Regions from separate parts of the Oryctolagus cuniculus genome. Here region 1 is linked to region 2. A link is a contact called in public Micro-C data. All regions are on one chromosome and are shown on one strand. Each heading gives the region's core, a stretch centred on a gene start, on an enhancer-like site or on the middle of the called end of the contact. The rest is flanking DNA. Distances are from core to core; before and after follow the strand shown.

The links. Hi-C and Micro-C count contacts between places; a contact is called where the count stands out from the background.
Region 1: a contact with region 2 is called in a Micro-C map of ear pinna, with 2.9 times the contacts expected there. The contact joins the promoter of WDR87 here to the enhancer-like site in region 2. A contact is called at or near these places in 3 of 6 Hi-C or Micro-C datasets (ear pinna, skin fibroblasts and an unstated tissue).

The regions. Positions count from the first base shown.
Region 1 is chr18:16,610,742-16,616,425 of mOryCun1.1, forward strand. It overlaps WDR87 (WD repeat domain 87), which reads left to right and starts at 2,868. Exons shown (of 5, transcript XM_070062252.1): 1 at 2,868-3,466. The coding sequence starts at 3,140. SIPA1L3 (signal induced proliferation associated 1 like 3) reads right to left here and starts at 2,848. Exons shown (of 22, transcript XM_008257242.4): 1 at 2,616-2,848.
Region 2 is chr18:16,536,159-16,542,418 of mOryCun1.1, forward strand. The region is part of intron 1 of SIPA1L3 (signal induced proliferation associated 1 like 3); the gene reads right to left. Among named protein-coding and RNA genes, the nearest start is that of SIPA1L3, 74 kb to the right of the region's middle. Within about 2 kb of position 3,388, at least 2 of the 8 cell types and tissues checked have an H3K27ac peak or open chromatin away from gene starts, as enhancers often do. A contact at or near this core is called in ear pinna, where this site is marked.

The DNA of each region.
Region 1 (5,684 bases), core at 1,618-4,117, 74 kb after region 2:
CAGTGAAAAAGAAATACTTTAAAGGAAGTGACTATTGCATTCTCTTAATATATAAATACATTTAGAGTTTTCAAGTTATTAAAGCTAATTTTGAAATATACCAGCAAATTAATATCTTGCAGCAAAAGGGGCCAGTCACCACACATTCTAAATTTCATTTTTGATTTACCACCTAACAACTGCAATGTCTGCAAAAACAGGCTCACGTTAAACTCTTAGACTATTCCAGCCTCCTAAAAACCATGTGCTGTTGTCACTAACAATTGAGACCAACCAATAGTTGTGGTTTTTTTTTAAAGACACTGCTTTAGTTCCTCGGATTTAAAACACACACACACACACACACACACACACACACACACAGGGGGAAAAAAAAAGAAAAACCTTAAATTTGGCGGCCATCACAGATTTGCTTGAAACCACAGGTTTCCATCATCAGACAAAATCACAATGACAGGTTTCTGAGCACAGATTCAACCTAATGGAGGCCTAATAAATCCTCTTCCCAGCCTGTTCTCAGCTGTGTGCGCCTGCCTCCTGAAACGCCTGGGATGGCCATCTTCCCGTACAGGATATTCGAACCCGCTGACACAGTATAATTTTTCAGAAAGAAATTAACCACTCAGCCCATCTTTACCAGGCTAAAACTGTAGCAACGGGTCCCCTGGAAGCCAGGCCTTTCTGCCGCATCTGTGGCCTTGCATGTGTGCTCTTCTCTGCCCCTGGTTAATGCACATGCTACTTATGGTTGCCTATGTTAATCCTTGGCAATTTAAGAGAAACAACTCAAGCTTATCTGAAAAGGCCACTCCAGGAGCTGAGGGGCATTTTTCCCTGCTGTCATAATCGAGACCAATATAGGCCAATGAAATGGCTATTCCATCCTTCTTGCCACTCAACTGGATGTGGGAAGGCTGGGGAAGAAGAGCAACTTCCTAATTTCTGGTCTGGGCAACCTGCTCAGTGTTGGCCCACTTGCTAAGATGGTGACTACTAGGTGTGGCGGCGGAGGGGAGTTCAGCTTGGGTATGTTCAGTGTGCAGTGCCCCAAGGATAGCCATCTAGGGCACAGAGGAAGTACAGTCTCCGCATCTCGAGATGGAACCCAGGGGGCTGGTGTGGCTGAGACACACAGGGACTGGCAGCACTGGGACAGAGACAGCACTGCAATGAATGAACATCCTGGTGTGGAAGGGACGGGGCGTGGGGCTGGGGGTGGGGGGCTGACAGCAGGTCAGCATCTCCTCTCCTTGGGCCCTTCCACTGTTCCCAAATTTAACTGGTGATGAGTAAGAATTGGGGGAGGGGGCAACATTAACCTTGTCCCCACTGGGCACTGTAGGTGCAAACAGAAGCAGAAAAAGGCCCATCACACAAAGGCACACTTACAACATTTCAAAAATTACCCGGTGTCAGGCCCGTGCTCAGTGCTAAACAAGAACGACCTCCTGGAATCATCCAAACAACGCTGGCATGCAAGTCCTCCGACTACCATTTCACAGATGGGGACACTGAGGTTGGGAGCAAACGTGTGGGGGAGCTCAGGGCTGTCACGTCCCAGCCCACGGTCAGGCAGAGCCTGGGCCAGATGGAGAATACCACAGAACGATCGCAATGCCCCTACAGAAGAGCTGCCTCTGGAGTAGGAACACAATCCCGGCAAATCCCACAACCTTCCGAGGGTGATGCGTTATCTCATTTTATAAATGAGGAACTTCAGGCTGCAGGAGGGGAAGCCAAAGGGACCAGTTGAGTCCGGTCCTTTGGGGACACCAAGACTCCAACCAGCGTTCCACCCGCGGAGGGTCTGCGGGGCGCCGGGAAAACGCGGAATAAATTGTACCATTTGCTGAGCGCTATTATGCCCGCTGCTGTGCTCAGCACTTTACACGTAGTCTCCTCACTACATCCTCCGAGCACGCTGCGGTGGCTGCTATTTTAAAGCCCCTATGTTACAGAGGCAGAGAAAGCGAGGCACAGAGAAGTGCAGTCAGCTGCGCAGGGTCACACAGCTGCTAAATGCCAGAGCCTAAATTTGAACTGGGTCTCTGCCTCCCAAACCAAAGCTCTGTCGACTCAGGCAGCTACCCTGCAGTGAGTGCTAACTACGAACTTGGCTCTTTACAATACACACGGCTCACCTAACCGTCCACCCTATGCAATCGGTATCGTCACCCCCTTTCTCCGGGAGCTGACAATAAAGCCAACCCATAATAAGTGCCTTGTATGTGCCATATGCTCTGTCGGATCTCCACATTTCAACAGAATCCCAGGCAGAAGACCATCACTCTCCTTCCCCGTTTTAGCAAAGGGAAAACTGAGGTTCAGCGCGGTCGCAGCTCCCGAGCAGCAGAGCCGGGATGCGAACCCACCGCCCCCTGACTCCAGGCTCTTCCCTGCGGCGCCAGGTTGCACGTCTGGAAAGTTGAGCCATAGGGGCACTAGTCCGGCCGGGTCCGGAGGGCGTGAATCCCGGCGCCGCCGCCCCCCAACACCCGGTACCCACACCCGGCCGTCCGCCTGGTCGCCCGCCCGCGCTGACCCTCAGGGTCCAAGCAGCCACCTATTCCTCGCCACCCTTTCGCGAGGCCGCTCCAGCACCTGGAGCCACATACCTGGGCGTCCCCGCTGCGTGCCCTGCGGGCCTCACAACCGCGGCGTCCGGCCCCGCGCTGCTCGCTGGAGACGCCGCCAGCTCCGGTGGCCCGAGTGACTTCCAGGCTGCCCACTTCCAAGCCGCTTCGCGCGAAGCCTCCTGGGAACTGTAGTTTCGCCCTCAGAGGCCGCGAATTGAACAGCGCCTGGTGCGCAAGTGCTGCCGGGAGTTGTAGGCGTACCACCGCACCGCCTTCTGGGAACGGTAGTCTGTCGCCTTCCTTGCCGCTCCAGAGCACTTCCGCAGCCCCGAGGGGCGTGAGGAATGGGGGCGTGTCTTGTGCAGGCTCCAGTCCAGGAACCTGGCTCCTCACGCCACCGGGGTGGTTTCTCCTTTTTCCTCTCCGTCTCTTTCCTTCTTTAGGTAGGCCTTCTCCCTTCCTCTCTGTGAGTTAGTTACCCCGAGAGCAAGAGCCTCGGGAGAGACGGGGGTAGCAGAGCAGTGCGGTCGATTCCCCGCGGAGAAGAGCGGCAGAGGGCGTCGATGCGCGTTCATGCACGCGCGCTCGCCAGCCGACTCCGGCCTAAATTTCCGCGGGCCCCCACGGGAAAGGCTTTTTTTTTTTTCCTTTCTTTCGAACGCTCGCGCGCGCTTGGCGGGGTCTCGCGCCGGGCGCGCACGCGCGCTCGCTCCCGTCGTCTTGGTCAGTCGGCCCAGCGCGGCGTTGGGCGACTAACCGCTCTCTCGGAGTCGTTCCGCGGCATCCCCGAGGTAGCCTCTCAGGCACTCCCTCCAGGTCTGTTGCACGTAGGAGCTCCTGAGTGCCGCCTCGCACACTGCGCCCGGCTCTTGCGGGGAATCCGGCCGCAGGTAAACGGCGCGGCCCCGCCCACCCTCCGGCCCACGCGCGGGTCTGGGGCGCCCCCCGGCTGTGAAGGGAGCCGGGTCTGGTCGTCCTTGCCCTGCCGGGGCCACGGCAGAGCTCCGGCTTCCCCGGGAGCCCGAATCCCACGAGCAGGGCGTTCCTTCGCTGATCACACACTTGGAGGGTAACTAGTGCTTGCTGAGTACCTACAGCCAGGAAAGGGGATCCGGATTTATTCCACCTGCGGACACAAGTGTCCAGCTTTTTTTTTTTTTTTTTTTAATTGATGGATACTGCCATTCCTCCTCCATGAGGGTTACTGAGGAACTGACTGGAACTGCAAGGTTCTCTGGGCAGTACCCTTTCTGCTTCAGGCCACGTCTTCCAGGAAATAAGAAGCTGTGAAGCACACATTCCCTCTTCCTGGGCGAGGGGCAGCAGGTCATTCCTTTGCCCTCGTTTTCAACAAGCATGCATTAAGTCCCTGGCCTATGCCAAGTTGGGTGATTATTAAGACACAGGAGAGGCCGGCGCCGCGGCTCACTAGGCTAATCCTCCGCCTAGCGGCGCCGGCACACCGGGTTCTAGTCCCGGTCGGGGCGCCGGATTCTGTCCCGGTTGCCCCTCTTCCAGGCCAGCCCTCTGCTGTGGCCCGGGAGTGCAGTGGAGGATGGCCCAGGTGCTTGGGCCCTGCACCCCATGGGAGACCAGGAAAAGCACCTGGATCCTGGCTCCTGCCATCGGATCAGCGCGGTGCGCCGGTCGCATCGCGCTGGCCGCGGCAGCCATTGGAGGGTGAACCAACGGCAAAGGAAGACCTTTCTCTCTGTCTCTCTCTCTCTCACTGTCCACTCTGCCTGTCAAAAAAAATAAATAAATAAAAATAATAAAAAAAAAAGACACAGGAGAAATTAAACAGAGGGGGGTCCTAACGCTCGGAGGTTCTCAGTCCAGCAGGGTATCAGGCCCCCACTAGACAGCAATGAGCTGGAAGAGGCTATCTGGTAAAAATACAAGTCACATGAGCAGCTTTAGCGTTTAAACACACACAAAACAGGTGAAGTTAATTTTGATTATTTAACCCAAATACTCATCCATCCAAAATATTATTCCAAGCTATATTTATTTTTTTAAGTTGTTAAGCATTTGTATTCAGTGAGAGAAATGCATTGGAAAGTGAGGGCTTTAATTAGGGGAGAAAGAAGTGTAGAAGCTAAGTTGCAGTTGCGTCCATACCAGGTAGAGAGCAAGCCAGGAGCCACGTGGAGCGAGCATGCAGACAGGAAGCAGAGGCAGGGCTGGAGCCCAGAGGCGCGGTGCAACCAGGGGGCAACAAGAGTGCACAACAAGGACAACAAAAAGAGCAGGGCCCACCACGGGCCAGGCCTTTTATTCACTCCCCAAAGGGGAGTGGTTATGTAGTCTGGCAGGTGTGTGCATAGGTAGGGTCAGGTAGGGGCCTGAGATCACACAGGGGACATAGTGGAGGGCGTGGTCTTCTAGCTCACAAATCTAATCAATTTGATCCTATCTGCCTGCCTATATCATTCTCCCCCCCCCCCCAAACTCCAGACCTTAATCTTAACAGACGCTGAAGGGCATAAAATCATATCTTCTATAGCTGCTTCCTGCTTACTAGGGGCAAAGGCTCTGCCTGTCCTGGTCCGAAAGTCTCTGGTCTATTTTATCAAATAAATTTGCTTTATGAGCTGGAGTAGTCTCAGTCACCACCAAGGGCTCTGTCCCCTGCATGGTCAGTTATTCTCAGAAGTCGTTGAGTTCTGGAACATGTAAGTTTGTCAGTTAGCATAATCCAAGTTATATTTAATGGAAAAAATGTTTTTATTACTTCAGTTTTACAACTTGTTAAAACTCAATGAAGCATTAATAGAGATATTCACTTGTGGCATTGGTTGTAGTAGCAAAATTCTTCAATATCCATTAATAGAAATTTGGGGCCGGCGCCGCGGCTCACTAGGCTAATCCTCTGCCTGCAGCGCCGGCACCCCGGGTTCTAGTCCCGGTCGGGGCGCCGGATTCTGTCCCGGTTGCTCCTCTTCCAGGCCAGCTCTCTGCTGTGGCCAGGGAGTGTAATGGAGGATGGCCCAAGTGCTTGGGCCCTGCACCCGCATGGGAGACCAGGAGAAGCACCTGGCTCCTGGCTTCAGATCAGCACTGTGCACCGGCCGCAGCGCGCTGGCCGCAGCGGCCATTAGGGGGTGA
Region 2 (6,260 bases), core at 2,138-4,637:
CCGCTCCACTCTCCCTCCCTCTAGCAATGGACGTGAATGCCTGCTTATCCACACCACCGCCAGCAGCACGTGCTCATGCCTTTTGCTCCTGCCCCTTGGAGAGGTGAAGAATGTTATCTCAGCAAGATTTTAATTGACATTTCCCACTGCGCAGTGTCGAGTACCTTTTCTTGTGTCTCGGAGGCATTTCCTCTTTCTATAGAAGACGCTGCCTCTAGCACAGTGGCAGACATGCCTGGACAGTATTTTCAGGTCAGTATTTAAAGTCCTCCTTCCTCTTTTGCCCACCCTCAACCCCCCCCCCCCCAATCTCCTATGCGTCTCAGGCTCCAGAATGCAAAAGGCGTGACAATACCCTGTTCAAAGCTTACAAGGCCAAGCTTGACTTGGGCCTGTCTACTTATTACCCCTACTTCCCTCTCGTTCATGACACGTCCATGTTCAGGCCTTTCAGTTTTCCCTAAGTGGCTCCATCCCATTTCATGAGCCTTTGCAGACCCTGTCCCCCATCCCCACATGAAGTCACTACTTCTGCCACCCCTCCCCCAGAGCAGCAAACTCTACTGCCACTCCCAGCCGCCGTAGCACTTTCTCAACTAGTTATACGCCCTCTTGGCATCTCATTCTCCTCCTCTGCAATTTAGTGACATCTGTATCTGAGGGCTTATTATCCCCTCCCCCCGTGCAATGAGCTCCATGAGAGGAGTGACCGGGACCACCTGGGTCACAGCTGCCTCTTCCACGTGCAGGACAGGGGCTAGCACAGATTAGGGTGGCCAGGGAAGATTAACAGATTGACTATGACACGTGCGAAGGAAGAGGAGGGTGGCACCATGGACTATGACACACAGAGATACCATGAATAACCAGACAGGGAATAAAGCAGATACATAGGTGGGGAGGCAGCAAGATAGTCCAATAGCAGCATTTGTATTCTGGGTTCAATCCACTGACTGGCTGCATCCAAGCACCCCTTCCCTATAAGTGGCTTTGGGCAGGAGTAGCCAGCCTGTGTGATCTCACCCATCTTACCCCAGCGATTGGTTCAGGGAAGGTCACATGACCAGAAAGGAGCTCTGAGGCTTTGAGTCAATTAAGGTACAGACACCCTCTCCGTCCCTCAGGTCAGTGATAAAGCCACCTAAGCCTGGACTGGTGCTGGCAGCTGCTCTACAACTTCCAGGGGAACCAGGTTTGAGGATGATGGTGACATTAAGGGGAAAATGGCAGCACAGAGAGAGAATGGGTTGCTGGAAATAGCCTGCAACTCCTGGACTCACCAGCCCAGACACTCACCCTACCTCTGGCTCTCCAGTGGACTGAGCCCATCTCTCCCTCTAGAGTTGACACCTGTTTGAACTGGTATTTCTGTTAGTCACAACCAAGTAACTGGCTGGTACATAGTCCTTCTGAAGGTCTTGTTTCAATTCCTTGAGCCAACCCAGCATCGTCTGGTTAAATCTTCCTCTTTTGCCAAAATTGCTGCAGTACAGAAAATTTGGTCATTGACTTAACTTGCCCCTGCCAAGGTTTCTGCAATTGTAAAATGGGGATAGTTACAAACACTGATTGGGTTGTTAAAAATTATTTAGGGGTGGGCATGTGGTGCAGCAGATGACACTGCCTCTTGGCATGCCTGCATTCCATGTCAGAGTGCCAACTGGAGTCCCAGCTCAACTTCTGATTCAGCTGCCTGCTAATGCACCCCAGAAGGCAGTGTATGCCAGTTCAAGTGCTTGGCCCTTGCCACCCACGCTCCTAGCTTCTGCCTGCCCAACTCTGGCTTTTGTGGGCATTTGGAGAGTGAACCAGTGGATGGAGGATGGATTTCTTTCAAGCAGATTAAAAAATAATAATAAACATAAAAAAGGAGGATATGTGCCAGCTTATTTATCTATTTATTTTATTTATTTATTTTTTTGACAGGCAGAGTGGACAGTGAGAGAGACAGAGAAAAAGGTCTTCTTTTGCCGTTGGTTCACCCTCCAATGGCCGCCGCGGCCAGCGCACTACAGCCGGCGCATCGCGCTGATCTGAAGCCAGGAGACAGGTGCTTTTCCTGGTCTTCCCATGTGGGTGCAGGGCCCAAGCACTTGGGCCATCCTCCACTGCACTCCCGGGCCACAGCAGAGAGCTGGCCTGGAAGAGGGGCAACCGGGACAGAATCCGGCACCCCGACTGGGACTAGAACCTGGTGTGCCGGCACCCCAAGGCGGAGGATTAGCCTAGTGAGTGTGGCGCTGGCCTATTTATTTATTTTAAAAGGGCAGGAGGCCGGTGCCGCGGCTCACTAGGCTAATCCTCCACCTTGGGGCGCCGGCACACCGGGTTCTAGTCCCAGTCGGGGTGCCGGATTCTGTCCCGGTTGCCCCTCTTCCAGGCCAGCTCTCTGCTGTGGCCCGGGAGTGCAGTGGAGGATGGCCCAAGTGCTTGGGCCCTGCACCCACATGGGAAGACCAGGAAAAGCACCTGTCTCCTGGCTTCGGATCAGTGCAGTGTGCCAGCCGTGGCGGCCATTGGAGGGTGAACCAACGGCAAAGGAAGACCTTTTTCTCTGTCTCTCTCTCACTGTCCACTCTGTCAAAAAAAAAAAAAAAAAAAGGGGGGGGGGCAGACTAGATGTGCCACCCACATCCCATATCAAAGTTCCCGGAAATGCACGCGCTGAGAGGCAGCAGGTGATGGCTTAGGTGATTGGGTACCTGTTACCCACAGGGAAGACCTGGACTGACTTCCTAGCTCCCAGCTATTGCCAGCATTTGGGGAATGAAACAACAGATGGGCGATATCAGTCTCTCAAAAAAAAAAAAAATTTCTTTTAAATGATTTGAAGACTTCCTACTACACAGTAAATTCAGTCTCACGCCACATAACACTCTCTTAGTCAACCACTGACAGCATCTACAACAACGGTCCTATAGGATATCACCTAGTGGTATCAGCTGTCTTGGTTTGTGTAAGTTCACTCTGCTGTTCACAATGACGAAATCATCTGGCAACGCCATCTCTCACATGCTGTCCCTGTCCTTGAGCAATGCACAACTGTGTTATTCTAAAGCATTAAAGGGTAGCTGAAAAGTTTCAGTCCCAGTAGGCAGTGATCCTCCTCTTCCCCATCTTGTTTGCAGTGCCTTTGTTCAGGTCAGCAAGTCCTTTTTCAGCTTCAGTCAGAAGGGCCGCAAATGGGGCCTCGGTGGGGGGTCTGCATGAAAGAGGCTTGACTTAACTTCTCCCTAGCTGGGTGGTGGAGGAAGTCTCATTTCTTCATCAAATACAAGCTGGGGTCTAAAGTTTCAAAACACAGGCTGGGGCATGCTGGCACAGTCCCCAGGAAGGACAAAAGGACCCAGAGCCTGGACGGGAGGGGAACCACAACACAGCAGGTCTCACCACTCCTCCGTCAGGAGGCGGCTCCCGGGCTGGACTCCAGCCACATCCGCTCTCTGAGCAGCTACAAGACAGCAGGAAAGAGTGACCCCGCCACGTCTGTATTTACAGCTGGGAACTGGCACCAGTTTGGGAAACTCGGAAATAAACTCAGTCAGGAAGTGAGAAGTAGAAGATGCCTCCATGGCAACGCCCATCTGGAGGACGCTGCCCACAGCTGGAAACTTTCAGAGGCGAGGCTGAGCCAGAGATGCACACAGAAATCATTTTTTCCATTTGTACCCAGAACATGATAGTTAAGCACTATTTATCTGAGGAGTCTCTGTGACTCCTCTGTGCTTCCGTTCAGAACGCAGCACCCACCCATGTGGCTGTATGTTTCTTGGGCGCTCTCCCTGTCTGCGGGCTCCGGGCAGGAGGGACTGTCTGCCTTGTTCATGGGTGGTGGGCCCAGAATAGTTCTCTAATTGATGCTTATTGAACAAATAAACTGCTCTGGTCTCAATTTTATTGTTATTCATAACTCCAACTTCAATATACAAGTTCTGATAAGTAAAGGACAGTGAGCTGAGAGTGCCCAACATCTGAGATGTCACACTATTTTTTTAAAAATATGTTTGTTTATTTGAGAGGCAGAGAAAGACAGAGACAGCCATGATCCTCCAGTTCATTCCACCAAATACCCACAATGGTCAGGCCAGTCCAGGCCAAAACCAGGAGCTGGAAACTCAGTCCAGGTCTCCTACATGGGTAGCAGGGACACAACCACTTGAGCCATCATCTGCTGTCTCTCAGGGTCTGAATGAGCAGGAAGCTGGAACAGAGAGCAGAACTGGGATTCAAACCCAGGCGCTCTGATACAGGATGTGGGCATCCCAACTTGCATGTTAACCACTAGGGCAAACACCCATCCATATCATGCTATTTTAAACATGAAATCCCTTGGTTTAGTGGAAATATAGGCAAGGGCTATAAACAACCATCAAATGGAAAAATGACTATTTCACCCATACACAGTAAACTTCAAATTCTTCAAAAAACACAGCATCAAGGGGGCAGACATGGCACAGCAGGATAAGCCACTGAACATGACACTGGCATCCCATCTGAGTGCTTGTTCAAGTCCCAGCTGCTCCACTTCTGATCCAGCTCTCTGGGGAAGCAGCGTAAGATGCTCCAAGTAGGTGGGCCCTTGCCACCCATGTGGGAGACTCGGAGGCAGAGATGGAGACTCCTGGCTTTGGCCTAGTCCACCCCTAGCTGTTGTGGCCATTTGGGGAGTGAACTAGTGGATGGAAGATCTCTCCCTCCCTCCCCAATTCTGTCTTTTAAGTAAATAAATCTTAAAAAAAAAAAAATAAATAAAAAAAAAATAAATCAATCAGGGGCAGGCATTTGGCCTAGCAGTTAAGATGACTCTTGGGAACCTACATCCCTGTCAGAGTGCTTGGGTTTGAGTCCTGGCTCTGCTTCAAGGTTCTGGTTTCCTGCTAATATGTACCCTAGGAGACAGCAGGTGATGGCTCAAGTGGTTAGGGTCCTAGCCACCCATGTCCAGACTAAGACTGAGCTGCCTGCTCCCAGCTTTGGCTTGAACCAGCCCCAGTCATTGTGGGCATTTGGGGAGTGAACCAGCGGAGACGGCTCCCTTTGTCTCTTAAATAAATAAATTTAAAAATTCAAACAAACACCAAAAAGCTGTATTCCAGAAGAATTCTACAGAAATTCCTCTGAGCCACAGCTCCCGTGGTGTCTTCTGACACACTTCTCTTGCTGATGAAAGTGGTATATGCACATATGAGGACCCCTGAAAAAGTTCATGGAAAACGTATATCAGGAAGAAACTATGTATGAATTTTTAAAAAAATATTTGCAGCAAAATAAGCTTGTCTTTTGATTGCACCTTCCATGTACATTTTGTAATCTTATACACACACACATGTACACACACACACTCACATGTTTATCTAAACCTGGAAAATAAAGAAATGCGTAAAGAATATAAAGTTGTCTATAATCTTTCATACAAAAGGAGATACGCTCATTTCCTTTCAGTTTTTTTTTTTTTTTTTTTTTTTTTTTTTTTTTTTTTTGCCCAGTGTGACTATGTGTACAGAGAAGTGGGGAGGGACATTTTTCCCCCTTCATTTTTCACCTGTGCTTTCTTAGGAGATTTTGAATAACATTATTTTTAAATGGTAAAATTAGGACAGTTTCCCCAGCCACAAACTGTTGGGGGGGAAGGAGCTTCCCTCTCCCTCACCTCTAATTTCTACTTCCATCTGAATGGCTTTTACAGACTGAGGGTTCTTTCTTTCTAAGATTTACTTATTTACTTGAAAGACTGAGTGACAAGAGAGGGACAGGAGAGAGAAAGAGATCTTCCATCTGCTGGTTCACTTCCTAAATGAGCCAAAGCTAGGAGCCATGAACTCCACCTGTCTCACAAATGGATGACAGGAACGCAAATACTTGGGCTATTATCCACTGCCTTCCACGTGCATCAGCAGGACGCGGGACTGGAAAGAGTAGCCAGGGACTCAAACTGGCACTCCAGCATAGAATGCGGGCATCCCAATAGTGCCTAACCCATTGTGCTACAATGCCCACCCCAACTACGGGTTCTGAATCCTACCTCTGCATGATTACGACAGCAGAGTGCAACAGTAATTGCTGCAGCCAATATTAATGGAGCAACTACTATAGATGAGGCAGTTTAAAAAATAAAAACCTTACAAAAGTACCTAAGTTAAACCTCACAGGCCTATGAAGTAGGTGCTATCATCATTTCACAGGTGGGGAAACTGAGGCACGGAGAAGTTAAGGGACTTCCCAAGGTCACATGGTCATTAAGTGGGGATACTGGGTTTTGA